Regions from separate parts of the Pan troglodytes genome. Here region 1 is linked to region 2. The links are chromatin contacts, called in public HiChIP or PLAC-seq maps. All regions are on one chromosome and are shown on one strand. The core of a region is the stretch at or near the end of the contact, and the rest is flanking DNA. Distances in the headings are between cores, read along the strand shown.

The links. HiChIP or PLAC-seq counts read pairs in DNA pulled down with a chosen protein or histone mark.
Region 1: an H3K4me3 HiChIP or PLAC-seq map of stem cell-derived excitatory neurons shows a contact between it and region 2, with 5 times the contacts expected there. The contact joins the promoter of MPZL1 here to the promoter of MPC2 in region 2. A contact is called at or near these places in 1 of 7 Hi-C or Micro-C datasets (stem cell-derived neural progenitor cells) and 1 of 1 datasets of contacts at active chromatin or transcription factors (stem cell-derived excitatory neurons).

What each region holds. Positions count from the first base shown.
Region 1 is chr1:81,392,911-81,397,930 of NHGRI_mPanTro3-v2.0_pri, reverse strand. MPZL1 (myelin protein zero like 1) reads left to right here and starts at 1,971. Exons shown (of 7, transcript XM_524952.8): 1 at 1,971-2,145. TRNAP-AGG (transfer RNA proline (anticodon AGG)) reads right to left here and starts at 3,035; the gene lies at 2,964-3,035. It overlaps TRNAP-CGG (transfer RNA proline (anticodon CGG)), which reads left to right and starts at 2,200; the gene lies at 2,200-2,271.
Region 2 is chr1:81,170,029-81,175,318 of NHGRI_mPanTro3-v2.0_pri, reverse strand. MPC2 (mitochondrial pyruvate carrier 2) reads right to left here and starts at 2,567. Exons shown (of 6, transcript XM_016931913.3): 1 at 2,442-2,567; 2 at 1,280-1,445. The coding sequence starts at 1,388. DCAF6 (DDB1 and CUL4 associated factor 6) reads left to right here and starts at 1,665. Exons shown (of 20, transcript XM_063811648.1): 1 at 1,665-2,059.

The DNA of each region.
Region 1 (5,020 bases), core at 722-3,221, 220 kb before region 2:
CAACAACGAACAAAAACAAACAAAAAACCCTTGAGAGTGTATACTCAGCAAAGATAGAAGTGTCCACCTCTATCATGTTCCACGCACATGGTGAGTGGCAGGAATATGTCAAAGCTCCCAGGAGTGGGATACAGTTCAGGCAAGGCAGAGAGAGCCCCAGCGAAGGCACGCATACTCTCAAAGGGAAGGAGGGAGACGCTTAGCTGCTCAGGACTTGCCCTAATGAAAACTCTCTCCCCAACCTTCCCCACCTTTGACCCATCCTCAAACTACCAAACAGTGTGTTAAAAGCAATATCCAGCCGGGCGCGGTGGCTCAATCCAACACTTTGGGAGGCCGAGAAAGGCGGATCACCTGAGATCGGGAGTTCGAGACCAGCCTGACAAACATGGAGAAACCCGTCTCTACTAAAAATACAAAATTAGCCAGGCGTGGTGGCGCATGCCTGTAATCCCAGCTACTCGGGAGGCTGAGGCAGAAGAATCACTTCAACCTGGGAGGCAGAGGTTGCGGTGAGCCGAGATCGCGCCATTGCACTCCAGCCTGGGCAACAAGAGCGACACTTCGTCTCAAAATAAAAAAGAAAAGAAATAAAACAATATCCAGTTCTCACACCTTAGGTAAGTAGGAGGAAGAAAAGTGGTCTCAGACAAGGACAGGGTGTCAATAGTTTTACGCACTTCCAAACAAATAGAAGGCGTAGACAGGGCTGCCCACCTTAGACCTGGCCCCTGCACCAGCCAGCGACAGGGCTCTCTACATCGCCAGAGTGGGCTAAAGAAAGGTTTTTCAGTGCTCGCTGTTTGTTCTGAGGTGTCTTCACTGCATTTCCCGTTACACTCCCCACCGGCATGAACCCTGGTCCTGACCTCCTATCGCTAAGTGTCGTCCCAAAAGCTCACTGACATTAAAAGGAAGAGAGGAAGAGAGAGAGAAAAGAGCAGAGAAGCGGGTGCACGTGGGAAGCTCTCGGTTAGCAGGTGACAGGGCAAAAGCACCACCAGGACCTGGAAGAACGTCTGACCAGGCTACAAAGCAATGGATTTCTTTTACGCTGAACTGAAAGTACCCTAAGAATGCAAGAGTGTTTTAGAAATAAGGGACCTCTGCAACTTGGCCACAGACTGCAAGGAGCCGGAGTGCAGAGTGGCGGGCTGGGGTCGTGAAGTGGGGGGAAGCGGTAAGAGCAGTCCGGAAAGCAGGCAAGACGAGCTAGACCCCAGGCCGGGAAACCACACCCGCGGGAGACCCCGCACTCGGACTCCCGCTCCTCTGGGCAGAAGGGCAGTAGGGCAGGCTCACATTTTCTGCTGGATGGGAGGGAAAAGACCCAGCCCACTGCCACTGCCCTCTCTCCTCCAAGCTACCGAGGTACCAATCTTCTCCCCCCTCTCCAGTCCCTTTCACACGCCCCAGCCCCCAGTTCTCCCACCCTCCAGCACCTCGGGAGTTCCTAGACCAGCGCCACCGCCAGCTCCTAGCCCTGTGGATTTATGTGAGCGACTTAACATCTCTGAGCCTCAGTTTCCTCATCTGCAAATGGAGATACAATGGCACCTAGGGGATTATTACGAATATCAGGTGAGTTCAATACAAGCAAAGGGCTTAAAAGAGTGCATTATCCCCAAATGAAGGTTCGGGGAGTTAACTTAATATTCATTCCTATGGGATTTCGTCTCCCACCACCCCTTTCTTAGCCAGGATTCGGGTATTCCCTTCCCTCGCTCGGACTCCCCGTCTTCATTCACCGACCCACTCGCGGAGCTAGCAGGCCCAGCTCTGCGTGCACTGACGGGCTGGGCGCGGGCGGGGCGCCGCCGGGACTTGGCACCGGGCTGCGTCCTGAGGCGCCCTGCCCCGCCCCGCACTGCCCCGCACTTTCCTCAGCCCGGGCTCCCGGGCGCCCGCCAACACTGCGAGTGGAACAGCCGGGGCGAGCCCGTACGCCGGAAGGCGGCTTCCGGGAGCGCGTGCGAACGTGGAGGCCCCGCCGGCGATAGGGGGTTGGAACGGCCGGACCAGGCAAAAGCCGGTCCCTCCCTGCTCCTCCACGCTGTGGGGCAGTAAGCGCTCCGGACCCGAGGCTTAGGGAATTAGAGGACACGCAGTATAAGGGTCGCAGGTCGTGGTTGCTCGGAACACGAGGTGAGAGGCGGAACAAGCTTGAAGGGAAGCTCTGGGAGCCCCGTTGCCGAGAGCGGCTCGTTGGTCTAGGGGTATGATTCTCGCTTCGGGTGCGAGAGGTCCCGGGTTCAAATCCCGGACGAGCCCAGGCTTTTACCCCCACCTACACCCGAAATTTAAAAACAGATTTTTTCCCCCTCATTCCCCACATATTCCATTCAGAAACTTAAATGAAAACATACTGGTCCCATGAGCTCAAACGTTGATCCCCTTTGTTTTTTGAAGCGAGGGACCATGTGAGCTCAATTAATACAACATATGGTTACTGTACGCCCAAAGGCAACGCCTTCAAATTGCTTTGTACCATGTAAAACACACACTCTTGAAAAACAGACGCCTAGTGCGGAATCCTGTGCACGCCTTTAACTCCTCCAAACGAGCAGGGGGCGTCATGGATTAGCATGTCCCGGGGTTCGGGAATGAGCATTGCCGAGGAAAGGGGCGCTCAGGAGATATCCCCACCCCCAATGAGGGGCACTGTCGTGGATGAATTTAAACCACGCCATAGGCAGCCAAGAACTGAGCTCCCGATGGCCCTGTACACGCGCTGCACCCAGGAATAGACAGCTAGGAACAATGTTTTCATAGTACAATACTACATTACTAGCAAACTTTTTACATTTTCAAAATGAGGCCTTTTAATGGTATTTCAATGTAGAGTGTGCTCTAAGTTTCCAAAAATCTCAATTTTGTGTTTTACTCTGACCAACCTGTATTTATTACGTTTAGTAATCTATCCCCCAAAAAATTCACCTTTAAGTGATTCTTACTCCAAAATAGGGCTCGTCCGGGATTTGAACCCGGGACCTCTCGCACCCTAAGCGAGAATCATACCCCTAGACCAACGAGCCGACATAAACTCCACCTTAGTGTCATCAGAAAGGAACACATAGCTATTTAGTCCCGCGCCCTCAAGTGGTTGCTCGCATGTTAGGATTCGATCTTTCGGTTGTGTTTGCTTTCTATAGATAGCGCGTTTTCAATTTTCTTTCTTTTCTGTTTTGCTCTTTGAAAATCAGTAACACAGAAGACAGCAAAATTGTCACTATCAGTATAATATCGACCTCTTATTTCGAAAATTGTAATTGTATTTCTATTCATGGCTAATCAATGGCTATTAGTGTGGGACAATGTCACTGTGGCAGATTCCAGACTCTCTCCGTTACTGAGTTCTGGATGTTTCATTCGTTCTCTTTCGCACTTTTCTGTAATGTTAAAATCTCGGTTTCTTGCCGATATTTTTTATTGTAATATTCAAAGCCCTACCTATCTAGCCTTGTGAATTCCCATCTCTGTTTTTACTCGAAGTGTTCTCTTCAGCTGGAAAACCTGTTTGCTTTTGGACAAATCCCAAACTCTAACCTTCCCAGAAAAAGATCCTTTAACATATCAAAAACAATTGTATGTGGTAAATAACTGGGTTTCAGTCTTATCTCCTCCAACTGTAACTTCTTAGAGCGCAAGACACCTACACCAACACGAAATTCTACTGTAGAATTGGCAACCAATTGTGTGATTGCTGTTCGATTGTCCCAATATCTTTAATTAGATATAGTAGGCATGGCTTCTTAACTATATTTTAAATTCTTTTTCCTTTCTTGTTTTTTTTTTTTTGTTTTTTTTTTTGTTTTTTTTTTTGAGACGTTGTCTCGCTTCGCTCTTTCGCCAGGCTGGAGAGAAGTGGTGTGATCTCGGCTCACTGCAACCTCCGCCCCCTCCGCCCTCCAGGTTCAAGCGATTCTCCGCCTCCCGAGTAGCTGGGATTACAGGCATAGGCCACCACGCCCAGCTAATTTTTGTATTTTTAGTAGAGGTGGGTTTCACCATGTTGGCCAGGCTGGTCTCCAACTCCTGACTTCAGTTGATCCACCCTCCTCGGCCTCCCAAAGTGCTAGGAGTACAGGCGTGAGCCACTGCGCCCGGCCTAATTTCTTTTTTTTGTGAGACAGAGTCTAGCTCTGTCACCCAGGCTGGAGTGCAGTGGCGCAATCTCGGCTCACTGCAAGCTCCGCCTCCTGGGTTCATGCCATTCTCCTGCCTCAGCCACCCGAGTAGCTGGGACTACAGGCGCCCGCCACCACGCCCGGCTAATTTTTTTGTATTTTAATAGAGTCGGGGTTTCACCGTGTTAGCTAGGATGGTCTCGATCTCCTGACCTCGTGATCCACCCGCCTCGGCCTCCCAAAGTGCTGGGATTACCACCCTGCCTGGCCCTAAATTCTTAAATACTTAGCATTGAGTCTTATCATAAGGAAGCTAGTGCTCAATGAATGATTCTGAATGATTACAATTTGTCCCAAATTCCTTAACAATACGAATTTTAGGTGTTTTTTGTTTGTTTGTTTGTTTGATACAGGGTCTCACTCTGTCGCCCGGGCTGGAGTGCAGTGGCATGATCATGGCTCACTGCATTTTAGTACTTTTGTTGCTGGAAAAAGGGGTCTTCACCGAGACCTGGAGAGAGGGTTCTTGGATCTCGTGCAGGAAAGAATTCAGGGTGAAAGAAGCAAGTTTATTGGAAACTACTCCGTTACAGAGCAGGACGTTCTCAGAAAGTAGGAGGAGAAACACCCCGTTCTTAAGTTTTTCTTATATAGTGATCTTACCTATGTAAAAGCTAGGCTAAGCTGTGCCTACATACGGGTGAGCAGACAACATGACAAATTTTGTTACTCTATTGATTTAAAGAAGACAATTATTGACATTTTAGTGTGTGAATACGTAAAAGCATAACTGTGATTATCTTAAAGGCATATATTGTTGTAGATATTAGGACATTTGGACTTCTTGCTGTTGTAGGAGTCAGTCCTAGTTATCTTCAGGCTGTTTCCTTAAT
Region 2 (5,290 bases), core at 1,318-3,817:
AAAAGAACTAAAAGGCAAATAAACAAAAACTTTTTAAATCAGTAACAAACTGTCCTTAATGATCAGTTTTATAATGGGTTCAATGTTGCAGAAAATAATATTAAGGGTTAGAGTATAATCCAGATGTTCAATTCATTCCATTATCAAACTGGAAATCAGATTTAGTAACCAGTTCAGACTCCAGAGAGCTGGTTCATAATCAGATAATGGGGGAACTAGACAACTTTCCTAATGATACCAACTGCAGAATACAGATTTTAACTATGTAGGAGAATAAAAGCCATTTTTCGGGTAGCACTTCAGTCTTTCAATTTACAACACATTTTCTAGTTTGCCAAGTCTTAGGCTTGAAACAGACCTCAGAATATATCTGATGTTAGCCCCTAGCAAATAAGTATCATTACAACTCACTTTATAGAAGAGGTAACAGAATTCTAGATCTTTAATAAAGGGATTGGAATCTTTCAGTTTCTTACAGTTTTTTTTTTTTTTCAACCACAAGAACACAGTTTTCCAGTAGGCAAAGAGAGATGTAACGTTTACTGAGCATTTACAAAGAGTCAAGCACATATGTTATCTGTCATTCTCATAGACCGCGTATTACACAAACAGAGATCTAGGCTTTTGCTCAAGGTCACAACTATAAGTGGTAGAAGAGAATGATATCCAGGTCTGTCCACACAAAAAGCTCTGGGTAGAGCTTGTTCAACAATTTCATAAATAAGGATAGACTTAAAAAAACACACTGGACCTATGGGATGAGAAATGACACTGACTCAAGCCTGGATGAAGTAAAGCATGCAGTTTGGGGGAGGGCTCAGTCTGCAGGCCTCAGCCAGCAGCAGCTGAAGAAAGTGACCTTTACTCCAAACCCTACAGTGCGACAAGCCACCCATCCAGCTCTGCCTAGCGTGGGTTAATATGCCACAATTCGAAAAGAGACAGAGAATGAGTGTTTCATGGTGGTCCCAGACAGTTTGGTGGCCGCAGAAGTTGAGAAGGCTCAAATCTGGAGATCAGGTTTGGGTTGGAGTCGTGCGTAAGGGAGCGGATGTCACATAGGTGGGGAAGGGAGCTGACTTGAGATACGTTGGCTTAGGAAGAGATGTTGCAGGAGAGAGGGTGAAATGCACAGGCTAGGAGAGTAGACGGCTTCACTTGAACGGAAGGGGTTGGGGCTGTGGATGCCTCTAGAGGCAGTTGTCAGAGGGCCTCTAAAAGGTCCATTTTAGAGGAAGCGAGAAGGAAGGTCTCGATAAGGCCATTCAGGGTCCATTACCTGCTGGATGGTTGTACAACGGCCTCAATTTCTCGGGCAGCATCAGCTCCACTTTATCGAGGAGCCGGTGGTAGGTGGCCCGTAGGCCTCGGGCACCGGCGGCCGACATCGCCGCCGAGGGATCGTTGGCAGCCGGGTGGGAGCGTGGCTGTGTTCTCGTCCCTGGCTGACAACGAAGGGGAGCTAGTCACTTTTCCTGCCACGACGACTCGCGTCCGCCTCTCGCCTGGAGTACCCTTCCCGCGTCTTTCCCTGCCCGCTGTGAACCGAAAAGCTGCGGCCCGGGCCCCGCGAAGGTTGAGGGGGCGGAGGCTGCCGACTGCCAGCCCCTGGTCCGCCTCCGGCCCCCGGCAGGAGAGAGGGAGGAGGAGCCATGGCAACAGGTGCCAAAATAATCACCTCACCAAGTCCGCGCTGCGCCCTGCTGGCAGCGCGCTTGCGCAGGCCGAGCTGCCCGCCATGATTGGCCCGCCCCGAGGCGCGGGCGGGGTCGAGCGGAAACCTCCTCCTTCTCCCCATGCCCTCAAGGCCATGTTGGAGAAGGGAAAGTGAAGCTGCGCTGGTTCTACTGCCCTTTCACTTTGATTAAGCAGGCCCGTAGTTAAAATGGGTTTTTGGGCCTTCAGTGCCTAAAGATGATGCCACACAATTCTCTTGCTTCTTTTGACTGGAGACTCGTGAGCGAGAGACTACAGAATTGAGTAGCTTCTCTCTCTACTCGTCTTTTATCCCTAGCGACTTAAGGATCTGGTTAGAGTGGCCCGAATGCATTCTTCCAGGGTGAGGGCAGCCGCGGCACACACCAGCCTTAGTCCCCAGGGTGGTCGTCATCTCGCGAGAAAGGGTTGGCGGGGAGGGTATCCAGGACGAGGAGAGGGAGGAGTCGCCATCGCCTCCGCCTCCGCCTCCTCCTGTTGGAGGGGGGCTGAGGGAGGAGACTGTTGCTGATCTTTGGATGTTCTGGTTAGTCTAAGGAGAGTATGAGGCGAGCTCCGGCCCGGGTGCGGCCGGGCTTCGGGGGCCCAGGCGCCGCTGCTGCCACCGCCATCTAACGCTGCGCCCTGGAGGCCCGGCGCGCGGATGGTGCCGGTGCGGCTCGGGTGTTGAAACGGGTGTCCCCTCCCCCTCCTCCCCTCCCCCACGCGGTGGTCTCCCCTCTCACCCGGCTCAGGCAGAGCCATGTCTCGGGGTGGCTCCTGCCCACACCTGTTGTGGGACGTGAGGAAAAGGTCCCTCGGGCTGGAGGACCCGTCCCGGCTGCGGAGTCGCTACCTGGGTGAGCGGGGGCCCCGGGGCGGAGGCGCTGAGGTCGCCGCCTAGAGTGGGGGAGGGGGCACGCTGCCGGGTCTGTTGGAGGTGGGACGGCGTCTCGGTGGGGGCGCCCGGAGACTCTGGGGTGTTGGGTGGGGCCTTGGTCGCCGAATCCCGTGCCGGTGCCTCCCCCAGTCAAGCCCCCTGTGCATGCTGCCAGCCGCCGCCCTTGCTGGGTTTTTCTCGGAGGGCCGGGCCGTGGGCCGAAGGTACTGGCTTGTAAAGGTGTTGGGGTCGCTAATGGGTTGGGACTCGGGGGACTTGCGGAACCTCCAGGAGCTGCCGCGTTTAGAGCAAAAGTTAGCTCTTTTGCTCTTTTCCAGCGCGCTTTCCCCGCTCAGCCGAAGAACCTAAGTTGTTGCCCACCCTCTCCTTCAATCTCCAGAGGGTTTAGGTGTCGGCTGCGACGCGTTGACCACCCTCAGGGACTTCACGCTCCAGACAGAATCCGTGTAAACTGTTTTTGCGGCGCTGAGCCAAAACCTAAAAGTGATAGCTGAGCTCTCCCCACCCCCGCGCGCTCTCCCAGTTCCACTCTGCGCTTCAGTTCGTTTTGACCGCTTAAAGGTGGTGTAGGGTTTCACGTTCCTCTTCCCACCCCTGGAAAACACACTTGGCATTTACAGTTTCGTAGTTAAGCTTTCTAAAAACAACCTTCAGTACTTGGGGGAACAGTATTCCGCTTTTTTCGTTTTGCATAACCTTTTTTTTTTTTTTTTGAGGATTCTAGGTCACGCCCGAGTCAACTAAAAAGTTTGGTTTCTTAAAAATGGACGTACTTAGTAAAGGTCTTTTTTGTTTCTTCCTGTATACTCTTCATTACTCTTTCTTTCTATTTGGAGATACGGCAAACAACATCATAAAATTTTTTTCTTTCCTGTTTTGCCACTTGCTAGTTAAAAAGTGTTTGTTGCTCTCATTTGAGTTCAAGTAAAGAGAAGAAAATGAAATCTCATTACAACCAACAGTTCTGGTTTGTAAATTATTTAAGAAAAGTTAGCATGCAATTTTTTAATTCTTTTTAGTGTCTCAAGTAAAATACGAATACATTTTGTTTATAAAAAAATAAAAATGAAGCAAAAATCCCTTTGATCCCTCCCATTCAATTTCACTCCGCCACCCTTAGAAATAATATTTTCTGTTTTCTGAATATTCTTCCAGACCTTTTTGTTTGCATTCTTACAAGTACATATGTACATGTACAAATGCTGGGGTGTGTGTGTGTTTGTGTGTGTGTGTATGAGAGAGACACCTGAACGCATGGTGTCATATTGTAAACATTGTTTTCGCTTCTCCACATTTTGGAGATCTTTCCATGGCAGTAAAAATAGATTGATTCTGTCTTTTAAATTATTACATAGTAGGTAACATTATGAAGTACCATAGGGTACTCAACCTTTCTTCTTTAAGTGGACGTTCGCCCTTACAGCATTTTAATGAACATCATTCTACAAGCTTCTGTGCATTTGTTGTAGGATAAGTACCTAGAGTGGTGATTAATCATTTTAAAATTGAATATAGCTAGAGTCTGGTTTTTTAAACTATTTACCAAAAAAAGTGTGCAGTTATTTCTTTTAGAATTTATTTGCGGAGAACTTAATTTTAGCTTAATAAAACAAACGTTAACATTGTTTTGCATGGATACATTTATAATTTGGTCCTTTATCTCAGTTGGACAGTTTAAGTACTTGTATATAGTTCTGTATTTTAGTGTTTTCTTTTGGTTCAGTTACTTCAGCTATATCTACAAACGAGTTAATTAAAATATAACAAAACCATATACCTGCTTTTCCCCCTCCTACTCCAACTCCCTAATGGAAATGGAATTTGTGTATTGGGTCTAGGGGAATTGAAGGGTTCACTGACTGTATTAGAAAGCCTGAATTACAGTTTTTCAAATGTGTATGTATACATACAGGGAGTTCTTTATCTTAAATAATATTTTAGATATGATAATATATACTCTTAAAATAGGACATTTTTGGAATGACTTCCTTTAAAAGTGGTTTTCTAAGTACTTGAAAATACTTTTTGAAAGTATCGAAACTTGAAAATGTTTGCAAAGAACTAATTTATTGGCCTTTACCCTTAGTAGACCTTTACACTGTTATTCAACTCTTCTATACTACAATGCTAATCCTGGCTCTGCATTCAGGAAACAGCAAAATCCACATTGTTAATGTTTGAATTAGTGATGGTTTTTTTTAAAAAATGACTTTCCCTCCCAGTTTTATTGGGGTATAATTGACAATTAAAAATTGTTATATTTAAGGTGTAGGACTTGATAACTTCATATACAATCAAGTTAATTAACATATCCGTCATGTCACATAATTACCATCTTTTTTTGTGTGTGGCGATAAAATGACTATTATTATTAATTTTATTTTTTTGTTAGATAAAATGACTTTTTAAAGTACTGTACTCTTGGCCGGGCGCGGTGGCTTACGCCTGGAATCCCAGCACTTTGGGAGGCCAAGGCGGGTGATCACTTGAGGTCAGGAGTTTGAGACCGGCCTGGCCAACATGGTGAAACCCTGGTCTTTACTAAAAATACAAAAATTAGCCGGGAGTGGTGGCGTACGCCTGTAGTCTCAGCTCCTTGGGAGGCTGAGGCAGGAGAATAGCTTGAACTTGGGAGGTGGAGGTTGCAGTGAGCCAAGATTGTGCCACTGCACTCCAGCCTGGGCGACAGAGGGA